Regions from separate parts of the Sus scrofa genome. Here regions 1, 3, 4 and 5 are each linked to region 2. Evidence: chromatin contacts called from public Hi-C, HiChIP or PLAC-seq and promoter capture Hi-C data. All regions are on one chromosome and are shown on one strand. The core of a region is the stretch at or near the end of the contact, and the rest is flanking DNA. Distances in the headings are between cores, read along the strand shown.

What was found. Promoter capture Hi-C pulls out the DNA fragments that hold promoters and counts their contacts. Hi-C and Micro-C count contacts between places; a contact is called where the count stands out from the background. HiChIP or PLAC-seq counts read pairs in DNA pulled down with a chosen protein or histone mark.
Region 1: a contact with region 2 is called in a promoter capture Hi-C map of liver, with 4 times the contacts expected there. The contact joins the promoter of PIGM here to the promoter of DUSP23 in region 2. A contact is called at or near these places in 3 of 5 promoter capture datasets (fetal liver, fetal skeletal muscle and liver), 1 of 47 Hi-C or Micro-C datasets (blood) and 2 of 2 datasets of contacts at active chromatin or transcription factors (alveolar macrophages and skeletal muscle).
Region 3: a contact with region 2 is called in an H3K27ac HiChIP or PLAC-seq map of skeletal muscle, with 5 times the contacts expected there. The contact joins the promoter of LOC100155243 here to the promoter of DUSP23 in region 2. A contact is called at or near these places in 2 of 5 promoter capture datasets (fetal liver and liver), 2 of 47 Hi-C or Micro-C datasets (liver and retroperitoneal adipose tissue) and 1 of 2 datasets of contacts at active chromatin or transcription factors (skeletal muscle).
Region 4: a Hi-C map of liver shows a contact between it and region 2, with 5 times the contacts expected there. The contact joins the promoter of IGSF8 here to the promoter of DUSP23 in region 2. A contact is called at or near these places in 1 of 5 promoter capture datasets (liver) and 2 of 47 Hi-C or Micro-C datasets (heart right ventricle and liver).
Region 5: a contact with region 2 is called in a promoter capture Hi-C map of fetal liver, with 3 times the contacts expected there. The contact joins the promoter of ACKR1 here to the promoter of DUSP23 in region 2. A contact is called at or near these places in 2 of 5 promoter capture datasets (fetal liver and liver), 5 of 47 Hi-C or Micro-C datasets (embryonic fibroblasts, epiblast stem cells, mesenteric adipose tissue and 2 more) and 2 of 2 datasets of contacts at active chromatin or transcription factors (alveolar macrophages and skeletal muscle).

Annotation. Positions count from the first base shown.
Region 1 is chr4:90,460,044-90,463,406 of Sscrofa11.1, forward strand. It overlaps PIGM (GPI mannosyltransferase 1), which reads left to right and starts at 1,464. Exons shown (of 1, transcript XM_003355104.4): 1 at 1,464-3,363. The coding sequence starts at 1,732. The coding sequence ends at 3,003.
Region 2 is chr4:90,720,832-90,724,689 of Sscrofa11.1, forward strand. DUSP23 (dual specificity protein phosphatase 23) reads right to left here and starts at 1,844. Exons shown (of 2, transcript XM_021089591.1): 1 at 796-1,844; 2 at 1-262. The coding sequence starts at 1,062. The coding sequence ends at 77. LOC110260311 (a long non-coding RNA gene) reads left to right here and starts at 1,521. Exons shown (of 4, transcript XR_002343382.1): 1 at 1,521-1,855; 2 at 1,997-2,093.
Region 3 is chr4:91,014,470-91,018,112 of Sscrofa11.1, forward strand. It overlaps LOC100155243 (olfactory receptor 10J1), which reads right to left and starts at 2,276. Exons shown (of 1, transcript XM_001929130.2): 1 at 1-2,276. The coding sequence starts at 2,007. The coding sequence ends at 1,078. The region is part of intron 1 of LOC100520241 (olfactory receptor 10J1-like); the gene reads left to right.
Region 4 is chr4:90,392,199-90,395,906 of Sscrofa11.1, forward strand. IGSF8 (immunoglobulin superfamily member 8) reads left to right here and starts at 1,416. Exons shown (of 7, transcript XM_003481424.4): 1 at 1,416-1,725. The coding sequence starts at 1,440.
Region 5 is chr4:91,224,227-91,227,632 of Sscrofa11.1, forward strand. It overlaps ACKR1 (atypical chemokine receptor 1 (Duffy blood group)), which reads right to left and starts at 1,384. Exons shown (of 2, transcript NM_001244095.1): 1 at 1,309-1,384; 2 at 1-893. The coding sequence starts at 1,329. CADM3 (cell adhesion molecule 3) reads right to left here. Exons shown (of 9, transcript XM_003481427.4): 9 at 3,136-3,406.

The sequences.
Region 1 (3,363 bases), core at 214-2,713, 260 kb before region 2:
CCTGGGAGCTAAATGTACAAACTGGATGGAGTCATCTACTCTCCTTATGCTGGTCTACAAGACTTTCCCTAGGAAGAAGGATCAATGTGTAAAATCAAGTAAGTCAGTCAGCCAGTATTTATTGAACATTTACCATGTGCCTAACACTGCACATTCAGTTATGAGTAACTAAAATTAAGGGTAACTATAATCCCTAACCTCAAAACCCTTACAATCTTATTTAAAGGGTTACAAATACAATCTTAAGTAAACACAGCAATTCTACAATGCAGACTATAAATGGAATAAATGCCCACAGAAGGGAAAGAGCTAATGGGTTAAGGTCCTTGGTGAGAAACTCATGGAAGTAGGGGGACTGGAGAAGAGGGCAGAACTTGAGATAGATAAAGGATATTTGAAAGAGAAAAGTTGGGAACACCCCAAGGATGCCACTCCAGAGGTATTCTGGTAAGAGGAAAATCGAAACATCAATTCAGGTTTTGCTGAGTGCCTACTACAAGTCTGATCATGTGTTACATCCTGAAGTACAGAAAAGAACAAGATAATCTCTGCTCTCAAAGAACTCAACGTCTCCTGATGGAAAACTGGGAAAGTGAAACAAAAAAAATCAGTTATCAGTAACAAATTATAATATAGGAATGTTCATTCCAAAAGAGAATTTTGGAGCTGTGGGAGAGCAGGCACTGGACAGGACTCCACATATACTGGGCAGGGGTGTCTGCGTGAGTGAGCTGACAGCCTCTCCACCTTCTTCCGTTTACCCCCAGTTAGTGGGGAGGAATGGCATCTGAGTGCGTGATGAAAAAGTGAGCTGAGAGCAGGATATGCTTTTAGGAGTCAACAGTTGAGGCCTGAAGGAGCGACAGGGGAGGGGAAGGCAAGGATTACAGAAGGAATAGCAAATAGAACGACCCTGAGGCTTGAGGGTATGGCAGTTTAAGAACTCTATGAAAATTCCTGTTCTCCCTTCCCATCCCTCCAAGGGCAGCCGGTTAAAATACAGGCTGCCCAACTGAATTCAAATTTAGATTAAAAAACTAATATTATCAACCTATAAGTATGTCCCCTACATTGCATACACTCCGGACCCCCTTCCATTCATCCTATCCCAGCCCCCTCATAGCCCACAACTCGCCTCCCCGCACCCCCCAGGATTACCCTAGAGAGGGCTAGGTAAAGCATGAGACACCAAACAGGTTTTTTTTTTCTTCACTCATGTTTTTTCACCCGTGGGTCTCCGGCCCAGGCCTGAGGTATGCAGCTAGAAGCTCGCTCCGCTTCAGGGGTCAGTCTGTAAACGGAGTTGGGGCTGAGGAAGTAGGCGTGAGGGGCAGGGGACATTCACAAATAACGCTCGCGGAACTCCGTAAAAACACCACCCCCCGCCTGCCCTCCCGGCAAGCGGAAGTCGTCTTTCTCAAGGACCGGAAATCCCTCCCCCGCTGGAGGACGAGCGGAAGGGAGACAGCCAATCCAGAGGAAGGTAATTCTCCCGCTAGGCCACTGAAAACCCACCGCCCGCCGTGCGACCGGAAGCAAAACGGGGGCGGGCCTTCCTGTCGGAAGTGGTCGCTAGGCAGATGTTTCGGTAAGAGATTGTAGGAGATGTTTCAGCAGCCTAGTTGGTAGGAGATGTACGAATAGTGTGAGACAAGGAACGGAAGCCAGAGTCAGACGTCCCTTTGAAGGCAGTTTGGATTTGGGGCTGCGCTGCTGTGGTGCAGTCAGACCATGGGCTCGGCCACGCACTGGGGAGAGTGGTTCCTGAACCTGCGGGTGTCCCCCTCCGGGGTATTTGGTGTGGCCTTCCTTGCGCGAGTGGCCCTGGTTTTCTATGGGGTCTTCCAGGACCGGACCCTGCTCGTGAAGTACACAGACATCGACTACCAGGTCTTCACGGACGCCGCGCGCTTCGTGACGGAAGGGCGCTCCCCTTACCTGAGGGCGACCTACCGTTACACACCGCTGCTGGGGTGGCTTCTCACTCCCAACATCTATGTTAGTGAACTCTTTGGAAAGTTTCTCTTCATCAGCTTCGACCTCCTCACCGCCTTCCTCTTATACCGTCTGCTGCTGCTTAAGGGGCTGGGCCAACGTCAGGCTTGCGGTTACTGTGTCTTTTGGCTTCTTAACCCCCTACCTATGGCGGTGTCCAGCCGAGGCAATGCGGACTCGATCGTCGCCTCCCTGGTGCTTATGGCCTTGTACCTAATAGAAAAAAAATTCGTCGCGCGTGCCGCTGTATTCTATGGTTTCGCAGTGCATTTGAAGATGTATCCAGTGACCTATATCCTTCCCATAGCCCTCCACTTACTCCCGGAACGCGACCGTGAAGAAGACCTCCGTCAATCCCGGTATTCTTTCCACGCTCGCTTGTTCCAATTCCTGAAGAGGCTGTGTAATCGGGCTGTGCTGCTCTTCGCAGCGGTTGCTGGACTTACATTTTTTGCCCTGAGCTTCGGTTTTTACTACAAATATGGTTGGGAGTTTTTGGAGCACACCTACCTGTATCACCTGACCAGACGGGATATCCGCCACAACTTCTCTCCATACTTCTACATGCTGTATTTGACTGCAGAGAGCAAGTGGAGTTTTCCCCTGGGAATCGCTGCATTCCTGCCACAGTTAATCTTGCTTTTAGCAGTGTCTTTCGCGTATTACAGAGACCTTGTCTTTTGTTGTTTTCTACATACGTCCATTTTTGTGACATTTAACAAAGTCTGCACCTCCCAGTACTTTCTTTGGTACCTCTGCCTATTGCCCCTTGTGATGCCACTAGTGAGGATGTCTTGGAGAAGAGCTGTGGTCCTTCTAATGTTATGGTTCATAGGGCAGGCCTTATGGCTGGCTCCTGCTTATGTTCTAGAGTTTCAAGGAAAGAACACCTTTGTTTTCATCTGGTTAGCTGGTTTGTTCTTCCTCCTTATCAACTGTTATATTCTAATTCAAATTATTTCCCATTACCAGAAGAAACCCTGGACAGACACAACCAAATATGACTGATAGAGATGCTCCAGTTCTTCTGCGACTTGGATCTATTATATTCTGATTGTTCTGAATGGACCAGAGAGAGCTTTTGAGAAAGAAAAAAACAAAAACAAAAACAAAAAAAACCACAGAAAACATTTGAGCATTCTAAGCTCTCTAGTGAAAGTTCAGTGTGGAGTATAAAATACTATTCCAACAAATTTAAATGAATGCTTGCCTTAGCTATAAAAGGGACTCAATTGAGGTCCACCTTTTAGGAAATCTCAGGGCTCATTTATCTGGAACATGATGGGAAGGAAAAGCTAGTAGTTTGGAAATGGAAAGGCTGATGAAATTATCAGATGGTCAAGGGTTTTTTGTAGAAAAATAGAGGAA
Region 2 (3,858 bases), core at 594-3,093:
CCACGTGAATGTCTCTGGCCCCATCTAACGCACAGGTCAGGGCCATGGGGGCCCCGCAGAATGGAGCTGAGGTCCCTTATTTAGTTCGCTGGTAGAACTGGAAGACTGCCTTCTCCTGCTCGTAGGTCTCGATGGAGCCGGGTCGGAGGCGCCGGATCTCAGCGATGGCGTCTCCTGCAGCCAGGCGCCGCTCCTTGACCAGGTAACAGGCCAGCATGGTGCCAGTGCGGCCAAAGCCCAGGGCACAGTGCACTCCCACCGCCTGTGAAGGGGGAGCTGGAGGAAGTGGAGGCCGATGTCCTCCCACCACTTTCCTGCCCCTCACTTGTAAAATACAGCCAGGTTTTAAAGATGTGGGATAGCAAAGAATGAAAAATCTGGTTAAGAATTTATTTTATATTGATTACACGTTGAAATGATAATATTTCGGACTTAACTGGGTTAAATTATATGATCAAAATGAATTTCTTCTGCTTCTTGTTTAACTTTTTAAAAAATGCAGCTCCACTATATGTGGGCAGAACCTTACTCTGGAGACTGCTCACCCAGCTCCTGACTTCAACCCCCGTCTCTTCCAAGCCTGTCAACTCACGTTATGGGGTTCTTCGTTTTCTATACTCATCTCCTTTTCTCCATTTACCCCTCCCTCCTCCGCGTTTGTCTAGGTTGCACCTGTTTTCTGTCCCCGTCAGCCGGTCTTCCTCCAGTCTCTTTCCGCGACCTCCCCTGCTTTGCCCGTGTCCTCGCTGACCCCTCCCAGGCCCCTCCCTCCCTGCGCTGACCCCGCCCACTGACCTCTCCCCGGGCATTGGCCTCGTCCACGATCTGCACGAAGCGGTCAATCTGCTCTGGGCCTGGCGGGCAGAAGTCTGGAATGCGCAGTCGGTGCAGGGTGAGGCCGGGGCAGCTGTCGTGGTGCGGAGGCCCGCGTTCCGTCAGTGACACCAAGTGCCGTACACCCTGGTCCAGCAGGAACTGGTAGTGCGCGGGGAGCCGGGGCAGCGCCAGCCCCGCCAGCCGGCCGGGGAGCACCCACGAGAAGTTGGGGGGCTGCACGACCATGGCTAGGAGAGGGCACAAGACAGCTGATCATAGGGGGCGAGGCCGGCCGGTCCCGCTCCGCCCTCCCCCCCTTCCGGTCCGTGGGCCTGGTAACTCTCCGCCTACCAAACACTGGCGCCTCCTGGGACCACGTGGTCTCCAGGACTCGACCTAGGGTGCGCCCTGCTCCGCCGCGGGGGATTGGTGGAGCCACTTGAGGGGCGGGGCTAGGGCGCTGAACGCTGAGCTCGGAAGACTGAGAGGAGCGATCCGGTCTGGCCCCAAGCAGGACACCAGTTGATTGGCTGGATGATCAATAATGGGCGGGATTACTGCTGCGGTGCGCTTGGAGATTGGTGGACCATGCAAACAGCCAAGCAGGAAAACCTAGAGAGAATTCAGAATTGTTTGCTGTGGAGTAAGGAGCCCGGGGTCAGGCTCTGCTGCTCCCTGGCGGTGGAAGGGCGTTATTGCATCACTGACCAGCTTCCCTGCTGCCCAAGGGCCTGTCCTTGTCTTACTGTCTTCAAGATTGGATGCCCAAGGGTTTATGAGATGGCAAATCTACATCCGCTTTGGGGGGAGGAACCTCCTCTTCAGTGACTCTGACAAGTCGTTATTGGTGATTTTATGAACTCGTCTAGTAAGCGGGAATCTGTACAGGGAACTGTTCTCATTTTCCATTGCTGGAATTGGTTTTTAAAAATGAGAGTTGCAGCCATCTGGTACTCTGAAGTCTTACCCGGGATAGTAATTATTTAAAATAATAATAACAACATGAGAACCAATAAACTGAGCATTTACCGTGTGCCAGGTATTATTCTAAGTACTTTACATATTATTTAATTACATATTTAATTTGACATATATTACGACTTATTTAATTAACATATATTAACTTATTCATTTAGTCAATAATCTTTTGAGGTAGGTAAGCAAATTAACTCTCTTACAGATGAGAAAACTGAAGCTCTGGAGAAGTCCAGGAACTTGACCAGGAGATGACTAGTGGCGGATTTGAAACCGAGCAGCCTGGCTCCAGAATCAAAATGGTATTGTATTCTAAAGTTAAATGGAAGATTACTGCCTCTTTACATAACCCTCTTCAAACCCCTTAGCCGGGTTTCAGGATTTCTTAGTTTCTCTTCACAGCTCCTGATTTCCAGGTGCTCTGAATCACTCTTCCTTGGGGAAGCTTGAGTTTATCTGTCATTCATAAAAGGTGGAGAACTAGATGTGAACACAATGTCTTAGCTGTGATCCGACTGGTTCATATCCTCATTTGAACAATGTGCTCCTAGTGATGCAGACTAATTATAATTATGAAAATAGTTAACTTTTGTGAATTTATTTGCTTATGTACCAGGCCCTATGCCAGGTACTTTCTGGAAGACCCTCAGAGGGGAAGGTATTTTTGTATCCCTTTTGCACATGAGTCATCTAAGGCTCAGAGAAGTTGGTTACCTTGGCCAAGCACACATAGCTAGTGAGCCGCTGGACTGGTTGAGCCACGGTCTCTGTCATTCGAAGCCCCGGCTCCTTAGCCATGAAGATGGACTTCCCTCCCTCTGTCCCCACCTCCCCCTGAGACACACATTTGGTTCCAGCAAAATGAAAAGGAATTTTTCTTCCCCCAAAGGTTGAAGCCTGCTCTGACCCTGTGGAAAATGCACTTACCCTTTACCCAGACGACTCTGAAGCTTTACCGCACCTACTCTCCCCACGTTCCAGGAGCTGTCAAATCAACCCTTTCCTCCCCTTCCTGACAATCACAGCCCTGATTAAGTCCTTCCTGTCTGCACTCCCATTTCCTACACAACTCCCTGTGACTCTTTCTCGCCTATCCCAAGTTATTCCTTTCCCCTCTTCCTACTGTGCCTTTCAGCCTCCAGTTGTACCCCCAACCCCCTGCAACTTCTCTTAATCCCTCACTCGGGGGTTTCTGGTTGCATGGCCCCTGGAGACAAGACCCCAGCCCTTGCTCCTTTCAGGGTGACCCTTTCTCAGTTCCTTTGCCTGGCTCTCCTTTCTTGGCTCCCTCCACTGTCAGAGAAAAACCTCCACATCTCTCCCCACCCACTCTATGCCCTTTGCCGGCCTCCTTGAAACCCAGCTCACAGCCCATCCTCAGAGGGAAGATGTTTCTGGAGGAGACAGAGCTTCCCGGTGAGCCTTTGCAGGGGTCGAAGTCCATCCATCCACCCACCTGGGCTTCTTTTGTAGGAATTCCTCCCCTGTCTCTGCTGCTTGGCCTCTGGCTTCCAGTTTTGGTCCCAGGTCCCCGCCTTGGTCTGTGTCTCACTGACAAGGATACTATTGAGCTTCTGTCTTGGGCCCAGGAAACCTCACATTGAAAGAAAAACTCTGAGTTTCCATCGTGGCTCAGCGGAAACGAATCTGACCAGCATTCTTGAAGATGCTGGTTTGATTCCTGGCCTTGCTCAGTGGGTTAAGGATTCAGTGTTGCCATGGGCTGTGCGTGTAGGTTGTAGATGCAGCTTGGATCTGGTGTTGCTGTGGCTGTGGTGAAGGCCAGTGGCTACAGCTCCGATTCAGCCCCTAGCCTGGGAACCTCCATATGCCATGGATCTGGCCCTAAAAAGACCAAAAAAAAAAAAAAAAAAAAAGAAAGAAAGAAAGAAAGAAAGAAAGAAAAACTCCTTTCTGATGGCTTCCTGCCTAGGACCCCTGCAACTTAACAGTGTCACCTCTTCATTCGTGGCTCCCAGCCCCCTGCAATACTGAGCTTCCTTTCCTTTCTCTTCTGTAAAATGTTACCTGACCTTTAGGAAGATTTAGCCTTTCTGTATTCCCATT
Region 3 (3,643 bases), core at 1,026-3,525, 290 kb after region 2:
AACCAGTCCAGGAGTTCCCTGCTGGCTCAGTGGGTTGAGGATCTGGCACTGTCATTGCTGTGGCTCTGGTTACTGCTGTGGCATGGGTTCAGTCCCTGGCCTGGCAGCTTCTGCATGATGTGGGCACAGCCAAACCAAAACAGAATACCAGTCCAGATTACAGATCACCTCCCCTCTGAAGACTTCCCTCACATCTCCAACAGAGTTTTTCTTTCTCACTGCCTCCCTCTCATTCCGCTTCAATCTTTTGTTTATATCCCTTGACATAAAGAGTTGAAACTATATCTTTCAATGTTTGTCTTTGCCGCTAGACTCTGAGCTTTTTGAAGGCATCTTTCCCCAGGATTCAGCACAGAGCCTCCCTCGTTCATTACATGCTTTCTGAATTAACAGCAGCCGAACTGACCCGAGAGGATCTTGGAATGTGCCCTCAAATGGCTGTTAATGTGGCTGACAAGATTTGGAATTGCAAGGACCTCTAATTAAATTGTCTGTGGTCACCATCTTTACTAAGCAGTTTTGCTGGAAACCGAGATGAATTAAAGCAGCTGGGAGAGGAAACGTATTTCCCCTGGGCTATCTCATTGTGAGGCCACTTTTCCTGTCCACACAGTGATTTATTACTTGATATGTCATGTACAAACAGATTCCAACAGGGACTCCAGTTTGAGAAATTCTAATGCTCTTAAGTAGGATGGAAGGGATTGCAGGGAAGAATGAACATCCTGGATTCTGCTTTTTTTTTTTTTCCCTAAGGGACTCTCTGTTGTCTTCATTAAGTGGAGAGCCATAAGGAAACCAAAAGGTCAATGGAAATCCTTGGCTTACACTACCATTGACCTTTTCTTGAGGCATATCCTGTCCCTGTTTGTCTAATTATCCGCAAAAACAAGGCTAACACTTTATTCAGGGGCTTTATTTAAAGCGCTCAGGCTCCCAGTTGAATGCTGTTACTGTTCCTCTCTTCACTGCCTCCTTCTGGGCCAGGTCTCTGGCAGCTAAGGACATGTGGCTCTACCCCTCATGTTCCTGCTTAGAGTAGGTGCTCGGAGCCTCAGAAGAACAGCTCCCAAGTTGTCAGGAAAGCTTCCTGCCAATGACCCGCAACAAAGCATCCTTGACTTCTTTGTTCCTCAGGGTGTACACCACAGGGTTCAGTAGGGGGGTGATGACAGTGTAGGTGACTGAGATCAGCTGGTCCTGATCCTTGGTGTTCTCTGACTTGGGCTTGAGGTAGGCAATGGAGGCACAGCCATAGTGGACAACGACCACAGTGAGGTGGGAGGCACATGTGGCAAAGGCTTTCTGCCGGCCCTCGGCTGAGGCGATCTTGAGGATGGTGGAGATGATGAGGACGTAGGAGATGAAAACCAGAGCCATCGGCACCACCAGCACCAAAACACTGATGATCAGCGTCAGGATCTCATTGACAGTGGTGTCGATGCAGGAGAGCTTCATCACAGGGTGAATGTCACAGAAGAAGTGGGCCACCTTTGCAGCACAGAAAGGTAACCTGAAGACAGATGTCACCTGTGTCATGGCCACAATCAGCCCAATGCTGCAGGCCCCCCCCACCAGCTGGACGCACACCCTCTTGTTCATCATGACCGTGTATCTCAGGGGATTGCAAATGGCCACGTAGTGGTCATACCCCATTGCTGTCAGCAGGAAGCAGTTAGTGATCCCAAAGGTTACAAACAGGAACATCTGTGTGGCACAACCTGCCAATGAGATGGACTGGCTCACACCCACAAGGCTGGCCAGCATCCTTGGGAGAATGACCAATGTGTATATAGTCTCCGAAGTGGACAGCATGCTGAGGAAGAAGTACATGGGAGTGTGGAGATGATGATCAATGTGGATAATTGTCACGATGACTATATTACCTGCGAGGGTTAAGATGTACAGTGCAAGAAACACCACAAAAAGAGTGAGCTGGTGCTCTTGGAAGCTGGAGAAACCTTGGAGAGAAAACTCAGTGGTGAGAGTGTGATTCTCTCTCTTCATTGAGTGGCCACTAAATCTGAAATGTAGAAGAATGAAAGTTACATGATTTCAGGAAAGCAGTTTAATCACAGTTCTGAAATTGATTGAATTTGTTCCCAGTGGATTAAAGCTAATCCCTGGGTTTACTTAATTCTGCTTAAAATATTTTTGTTCTGTAGCCCTCTGTTAAAATTTCCTATGCAAGGCATCCCAGAATCATAAAAGCTTTCCCCCCCCCACTATATAATTATGTGCATTCCCATTTAAAGTTACTCTTTCTCCTTGTCATGTGGAAGACCTTTTTTTTTTTTTTTTTTTTTTTTTGGTCTTTTTAGGGCTGCACCCGCAGCATGTGGAGGTTCCCAGGCTAGGGGTGAAATCAGAGCTGTAGCTGCTAGTCTACGCCACAATCATAGCAACATGGGATCTGAGCTGTGTCTGCAACCTACACCACAGCTCACGGCAACGCTGGATCCTTAACCCACTGAGTGAGGCCAGGGATGCAACCTGTGTCCTAATGGATGGTAGTCAGATTCATTTCTGCTGAGCCATAATGGGAACTCCTTCTTCCTCTTATTTAAATCATCTTGGAGTTCCCGTCGTGGTGCATCGGAAATGAATCCCACCGGGGACTGAGGTTGCAGCTTCGATCCCTGGCCTTGCTCAGTGGGTTAAGGATCTGGCGTTGCCATGAGCTGTGATGTAGGTTGCAGACACAGCTCGGATCCCAAGTTGCTGTGGCTCTGGTGTAGGCTGGTGGCTACAGCTCCGATTCGACCCCTAGCCTGGGAACTTCCATATGCTGCAGGTGCGGCCCTGAAAAGACAAAAGACAAAAAAAAAAAAAAAAAAAAAAAATCATCCTTATTCTTCAAAGCTTCCATCAACACATGTTTTACTCTGAAATTTTCGTGTTTATTTGGATTATTGTCAGCCCTCCTCAGTACAAACATTCTTTGGCTTTATACCTTTTATGTCTGTATGTCTCACGAGCTCAAGATGATGTATGTATGAATTTGATGCTTGAGAACACTTTGTTTAGGGACTGACTGGAGACTTCTTTTATTTCAAGACTGTGAGTCATCCGCTTCCACATCATTTAGGAAGCAGTAGCAAAGCAGACACAGAAAGGTTCATCCTGTTTTCAGGAAGGAAAAGGTGACTCTTAACCAATTATGTCTTCTCCCCATGGCTGTCTGAATGATGGAAGTTGACGGGCACTTCACAGCCCTGACTCACATATAGTGTAAACTATGCTATGTCTTCATCTTCTCTAACTATAAGGCAAATTTACAGCCCATACCATGTTGTAAGTAGGCATACACCTGTTCTGCAGAGGTAAACAGTTGTACCAGGGCAGATGCAGCAAACTCAAGTGTCCCTCATCTAAAGCAAATGCAGACCCTGAATATAAAGAATAGAATTACATGAAAGATACATCATTTTGTGGAAGGATGGAGCTCAGCCCAATTCATGTAATATTTCACATTTTTGTCCCTTTAGACAGTAAGCTCCTGGAGGGTGTTTAAATTATATTCTGATTTCCTTATGCATATTCAGAAAAAGCCTTTTTGCATAAAGTAAATCACATCAGTGGTGAAGGTTAGTAGGCATAGAGACCTCCTTCAAGTTTATAAAAAATTATTTAAGAGACGGTG
Region 4 (3,708 bases), core at 166-2,665, 330 kb before region 2:
ATCTGGTCTGCCTTGGGCCACTTCCTCTCTCGGGGCCTGTTTCCTCTTCTGTAAATCGGAGTGAGTGAAAGGGTTGGGGGATGAGTGGGGACAGATGGAAGTTTGAGGATGAAAGCTCTGGGGTTAGTCCCTGTGGATGGCCACTTGGACATCCTGGCTGTCCCTTTCCCCTTTCTGACCCCACCCTTCCAGATCCTCCCCACATCCCTTTTTTTTTTAGCTTTTTAGGGTTGCACCCACAGCATATGGAGGTTCCCAGGCTAGGGGTCCAATCCGAGCTACAGCTGCTGGCCTATACCACAGCCACAGCAACATCAGATCCAAGCCGCATCTTCGACCTACACCACAGCTCATGGCAATGCCAGATCCTCAACCCACTGAGAGAGGCCAGGGATCGAACCCACAGCCTCATGGCTCCTAGTCGGATTCGTTTCCACTGCACCACAACAGGAACTCCCCCACTTTTTTATAGTTGAGGAAGAGACAGAGTTCCCAGGAAAGAAGTCTTTTCCAACCTCCCACCTCTGGGGCAGGCCCCACTCCTCCCAGTGCAGAGTGCTGTCCATTTCTCTTCACTGGACCTAGGGGCTCCTTCGCTTAAACCCCAAGCTCACCCTCTCTTTCGGTCTGAACTAAACCTCACAGCAACAGTTTAAATAATTCAACCCCCCCCATCTCCTATTTAGTGTTATCCTGTGCCAAGCACCTTGGTACATTATCTCAATTAACGTCACAAAAATCCTTTGGGGTGGACGTCATCCACTTCAATTTGCCAACATGAAAACAGGCTGGAGGAGGTTGAGCAACTTGACTAGGATCGCCAACCAGGAAGTGACGGAACCCAGCCGGCCAACCCTTCTAACTCACTTCCTCTGGTTCTGCCCCGAGGGGGTGGCAAACAGGTCTCCAGTGACCTTGCGAAGCCATGGAGCGTCCTTGAGCCCAGATCCTCCTAGTTCCATAACTCCAAGGTCCCGCCCTTCCCCATTTCGGCAGGGTTGGCCGCGAGGCGTAGAGGCTCCGGGAAAAGAGCTTGATTCTAAGTGTGCAGCCGCAGTCACCTCATTGACCCCAGGGGCCCCTGCACCCAAATCCTCAGGGAAAAGCCGAAAAGTGCAGGGTACGAGTACAACCTGCCAAGCTGACGTGGATGTGGCTAAACCCAGGTGCAGCCGGCTTCCGTGGGCTGGGGTCGGGGCGGAGCCAGGACCCAGGGGGGCGGGCCTGGATCGGGGTCAGGGAGGAGCTGGATAGCGGGGCGGAGCCTGAACGGGGGCGGGCGGAGTCCGGGCGGAGGTCCAGGACTAGGGTCCAGACACACCCAGGGATCTGAGCGGGGCCAGGGTCTGGAGGGGTCGGGGCGGGATTGGGGACCCGGGCGGGGCTAGGCGGGGGCGGGAGCCGAGGTCGGGGCGGAGCCTGGGTAAGGCCGGGCGGGAATGGTCTTTCCAGTTGCAGAGGCTGGAGGCACAGCAGTAGGAGGAGGAAGGGCAGGGGGAGGAGGGAAAAAGGAGGGGCCTAGGCTGCTCCCGCTCCGCTCCGCTCAGCTCCGCGCACCCACGCCTCGCTGCTCCGCTTGGTGCCCCTCACCCGGGCATGCGCCCCCTGAGCCCCCGGCCACCCAGAACCCGAGCCGCCCCCCAGAGCCTCCCCAGAGCTCGTTGCGCAGGATGGGCGCCCTCGGTCCCAAGCCGCCGCCGCCGCCGCTGCTGCTGCTAATGCTGGGTAAGCCCGGCTCCCAGCCCCGCCCGGCAGGTGCCTGCTACCTGGTGTCCAATCCTGCCCGACTCCCCAGCACTTCGGAGCCCCTCGCACCCGCCTCTCCATCAGCCTCGCCGGGCCTGGCGCTTAGCTGCCCTGTGAGGCCGCCGGCCGAGCCAGTCTTGGGGCGGGCGGCGAGTGGGGTGGCAGGCGGGGATTGAAGGCTCCCCCAGTTCTAGGCCCTGGGCTGGGGCACAGTGAGAACCCAAAGAGGTGCCACCCCCAGGGACCTCCTGGCCTCAGAGGAGCAGGTCCCACTTCTTAGCTGGCATGCTCAGGTCTTGGGGTCGCTGCGCCCAAATGCTGCGACTCCACCGCCTCACACTCAGCTCCAGGCCCAGCCTGAAGCTCGCCTGCGTAGGCAGTGCCTGCCCATCTCCGTAATTGCCTGAGTTGGCTGGAGGCCCAGGGGCGGGTTCTGCCCACGCTCTTTGAAGGAAGTCTCCCCTAATTGCATCCCCCACCTCAACTTCATCAAAAGTTGAGGGCAGTTCCATCTCTATCCTGGACCAGGTCTCCCTTTGCCCCTCTTTTCCTCTCCTAGATGTCCCTTGGGTCTGTAGCCTCCCACTGGTTGTCACACCCTCTTAGTCCCAGCTTCTCTGCCTCTGGAGAAAACAGGCTCTGTGGAGACTGATGCTGAGATCTCCAAGCGCCCTTGTGGCTGTTGTGCGTGTTCTCGGTGGGGTGTCCTGGGCCATTGCTGCACAGATGCATGCAGGCAGTGCCGGTGGAAATGTTTTGGGCCTGAACTGGAGGAGGCTCCCTGTAGGGGCAGTCTGGGGAGGAGTACCGTGAGACTGCTTGTACAGATGTTCAGGAAACTGAGACCCTTGAAATAAGAGCACGGGGTTGGGGGGGTGGCTTTGGTGCCAGGATTCGGAGCTGCCATAGTTACCGCAGAGGCTGACGTAGCCCCAGCCACTTGTTTCTAGATCAGAGCTCTATCACAGTGCCGAGCAGCCTCCCTGTACGACATAGGTCCCTGGGTCCTATGGGACTAGAATGAGTCGTCTCCTTGGGGGAGGCAGGAGGAGGTACAGAGGAAGGAGCTGCACAGCCTGGTTGCCTAGCACTCAGCCCGTTTTCCCCAGTGGGCAGCGTGGAGCAGAGAGGAGCCCAGGGGAAGTGTGATGCGGAGACAGAAGAGCCTGCTGAATACCCACTGCACACAGGGGCGCTTACTTTCATTTTGAAGATGAGGAAAATGAAGTAACTTTCCCCAGACAACCCATGTGATGAATGTTGAGGCTCAGATTTGACCCCCATCCATCTGACTCCAAAGCAAGACCCTGTTCTTCTTTCCCTCTTCTGCTGACACAGAGGGGCCCCAGCTGGGGAGAGAGCTGCCTGGCAGCTGGTGTCCTAAGGCTGTGGGGGTGACTTTCCCATGGGGATCTCCAAGCATCAGCAGTCGTGGAGCCAGGGAGATGGGAGGGGCCCTCCTGAGCGGTGTCTGCCCCAGGCCAGGGAAGGTGTCAGCTGGCTGTGTCCGCCATCACTCTGGTTATGAAACACCCTCAGGCAGAGCCTTCCTGAGTCACACAGGCTCACTCACCCTCTGAATGGAAGCTCAGAGCTCTCCTCCAGTGTAGAAACTGAGGCTTGGGATTGGGAGGGGCTGGTCCAAACCAGATCGCTGGGGCTGGGGCTGGGGCTGGAATCCGACCTCCAGATTTGCAGCCTGAGCTCTAACCAAGCAAACACAAGTTTCCTGTACAGATGTTCAGACCCCAAGTTCTCCCCGTGACGTGACTCAGCCGCAGGAAGAAAGGGGTGGTTAAGAGCGGGCTCAGGTGGGAAAGTTAAGGGGGATGTTTCTGGGGCAGCTGGAGGGCCCGAATTTGACTAGCCTTGCTGTTTTCCGCCAGCCCCTGTGGGTAAGCCCCTGGGAGTGCCACTCTAGTTGGTGAGGTCAGTGTCCTCAGTTCCCTCCCCTACCCATCC
Region 5 (3,406 bases), core at 134-2,633, 500 kb after region 2:
CAGACCCAGGCCAGGAGCAGGGGTGTAGCCACACAGTGCAGAATGGCCAGGGCTTCCGCCAGGTCCAGCAGCTGGTCCAGGGCCTGCTGGGCCACACATGATGACAACAGCAAGGCCCTGGACCTCACGAGGGAGTCTAGTCCCAGCATTATGCCCTGAGGCCACCAGAAAATGAACCAGACCCACAGGATATTAACCCAGGGACAGGGCCCCCCACCCAGCACCTTCTTCAGCCCCTTGGCTCCCAACAAGCCCAGGGGCAACAAGACAAAGATGGCAAGACAAGCAGCAGCGTGGATATACCGCAAAATTTCCCAACTTCCACTAAATGTCGGGGTGCAGAACCCATGGGATGTGTCACTGGCCAGGGTGATTGGCAGTGACAGTAGGGCAGCCCCTCCCCAAAGTCCCACAGTGATCCCCAGCCTGAGGCCTGGGATCTGGCCTGCATCCAGCATGGGGCCCAGGCAGGCTTGGCTCCCTATCAGCAGAGCTTGGGCAAAGGCGGAGCTGTAGGACACCAAGTGGGCCAGGTGGCACAGGGAGGCGATGGCGGCTCCACTCAGCTCCGGAGTCAGGACCGGCAGCACGATGCTGAAGAGGGCGCTGCCCACTGCCAACTGTACCAGGACAGACCGGTCCTGCTGGAGCCGCCAGCGGGACAGAGGTCTGAGCAGCAGATAGAGGACAGCGCCACTCGCCAGGGTGCCCAGGATACTGGCGAGGATGAAGAAGGGCCGCGAGGAGTAGTCAAGCAGGCTACAGGAGTGGCAGGGGGCAGCTGCTTCCAAGTTGGTGTAGTTATAGTCTGTACTGTAGGACTCAAGGAATTCATCCCACATCTCCTCTTCAAATTCAAAAGTAGAATTTTCCCCAGCCACCTGGCGGGCATCCTCAAAAGGGACAATAAGAGCATCAAGTCACCCCATGGAAGAGACTCCAGGGAACTCAGGGCAAGAGGTGGAAAAGAAGGATGGTGGGAAAAGGGGGGGCTTGGGAGAACCAGGTGCAGAGGGGATGGTGGGGGAGGACAAGGCAGGGCGACTCAGGAGGAAAAAGAGTCAGAGAGAAGCAATGAGAGGATCAGACCAGGACTGGGGGGGCCAGGGGAGGTGGGGTCCTGGATAGAACTGATGAAACCAATGAGGAAGCAAATGATGGGGGTGCCTAGGAGACTGGGTAAGGGGAGAAGGGAAAACAAGGGTGAGAGGCAAAGGGGGAAGGAGAGAGGTGTACAGACTTAGGGGCAGACAGAAGGGGCAGTAGGGGGCAGAGAATGGGGGCTGGTGGGCTCAACCCCACACTCACCGGGTGCAGACAGTTCCCCATGACACAGCTGGGCTCAGGGCCGGCAGAGAGAAGGGCTGGGATCCTTTTGTCAGGGGTGTGGTTCCAAGATAAGTGCCAGGGGCTAATGAAGGCCATGGGCTCTGGGCAGGGCCAAGGGGTGGGCTGGGGGTGGGGGATGCATTCAGGAAGTCTTTACCTCACGCCCACTGCCTGCTGGGAGCCTCAGAACAACTTGGGGGCACTGGCTCCAGGGCTTCCTGTTTTGAGGTTGGATTCTGCCAGTGGGGGCCTGTACTCGGGAAAGGAAAAAGGTGGGGACCAGAAAGTAGGTATTTTCCCAAAGGTGGGAAAAGAGGCTGAGAGGCCAGGGGGTTTTCCAGCAAGAAGGGATTCTTCAAGCACAAGGAAGGAAGAGGGGGCCAGAGGTGAAGTGTGAGCCAGAGACAAGAGACGTGCTGGGAAATTGGAGGGAAAGGGCAGCTTACATCTCTCCCTGATTCTCCATTCCCTTGAACTTGGTCCAAGAAAAGATAGTCCAAAAGCAGTGTTTGTGGGAGGGAGTGTTGGTGGTGGTTGTGGCTGGACCCATGTGATGCCGACAACCTGAGCCATTGGTATGCAGATGGGGGCTTTGTGTATTGGTCCGGGTGTAAGAATGTTCTTATTTCTCTGTGTGGCTGTGTGTTGTATAGTATGTGGAGCGTATCTGAGTTTTAGGTTTAGGCAGGGATCAGGGTGTGTGTACTGCTGATCTCCAGGTCTGGGTGTTTGGGTGTGAGACGAGGGAGGACTGGGGGACAGCTGTCGAGGCTGCATAATGAAGCTACTTCAGGGAGTGACTGGGCATTTGCCCAGCCATCTATGGGCACATTGGGTGTATCTCCCATACCAAGCAGAACACATGATGTGACAGGTTAAAGCAGGCTCTGGGGGACAATGGGACAATATTTTATAATGGGACTGTTGTCTATGGGGTAATCTCCATTCACATTTCTGTTGGGGGACATAAAGTCTCTGGAACTGCTACATTGGCCTGGTGTCTCAGCAAGATGTAAAGCTTCTTGCAGTGGAGGAGAAGAACTTTATGTCCCCCCAGCTGGCAGGGAGAAAGGGAGTGGACCTGGCAGGAGGCTCCCCCTAAGCTGCTGTTCTCTGCTTTTTAGCCCCTTCCCCCTACCATCCCGCTGCTTTCACAAGATCTCTGCTGTTTGGTTCCCTCCCGCCTCTACCCTGCATTTTATTTCCTGACTTGGGGAGCCTCCGCCTGGACTCTGGAAGAGGCGAGTCACGGAGTGTCTGAGTTGAAAGGATGAGATGAGATAGAGGGTTGGTTAGGCGACGCTATTTCATTTGATGAGAAAGCTGGGGATGAGCTGGTGCCCATTCTGCCAAGGGCTTTTCCTGTGCATGGAGGGGCGCCTGGAGGTGGAGTGGGGAAGCCAAAGGGCAGAGGGATGGCTCCCTAGCGGAGATGGCCCCCTTTTCTCCCAGGATAGGCGCTCCTGTTTCAGGTTCAACATGACAGAGGCTAGAAAGGGAGCTTGGGGGGTCTGCTGGAGCATCCTGGGATGATGCTGGGGGCGCGCCTCCTTCTCCAGCTCCGCCAGCAGAGGGCGTCAGGGAACAGTCCGATGCCCCATCCCAAACTTTCTAGACAGCAAGGACCCGGCCCAAAGGGGTGAACGCACTTCTCTCCCTTGGAGAGTTACGTGGTTTCCATACAGAGACACCTGGCCAGGCAGCGGCACCCCCGAAAGTGCGGGGCACAGGGATCCCAGCAGAACAGCCTTTATACACACGGGTCCCACCGGGAGCAAGAGCAGCAAGAAGGAGGCAGCCCAAGGACACGGATAATCCAGATATATTGAGGGTGGCCCCTCTGAGATTAGCACAGGAGAGTTTAGAAAGATTATAAAGATACACGATGCCCTCCCTGCTCCACCCCCCACCCCAGACAGACACACACAGCACGACGGCCCCTCTCCCCCCGCCCCCCGTACAAATATGGCTTCTGTGTAACATGGACAGAGTGGTTCAGCTCAAAGAGGAAAAGTATTTTCCCAGAAGCAGGTGCTGGGAAGCAAGGAGCCCACCGACCTGGGGGCCTGGGGCTGCC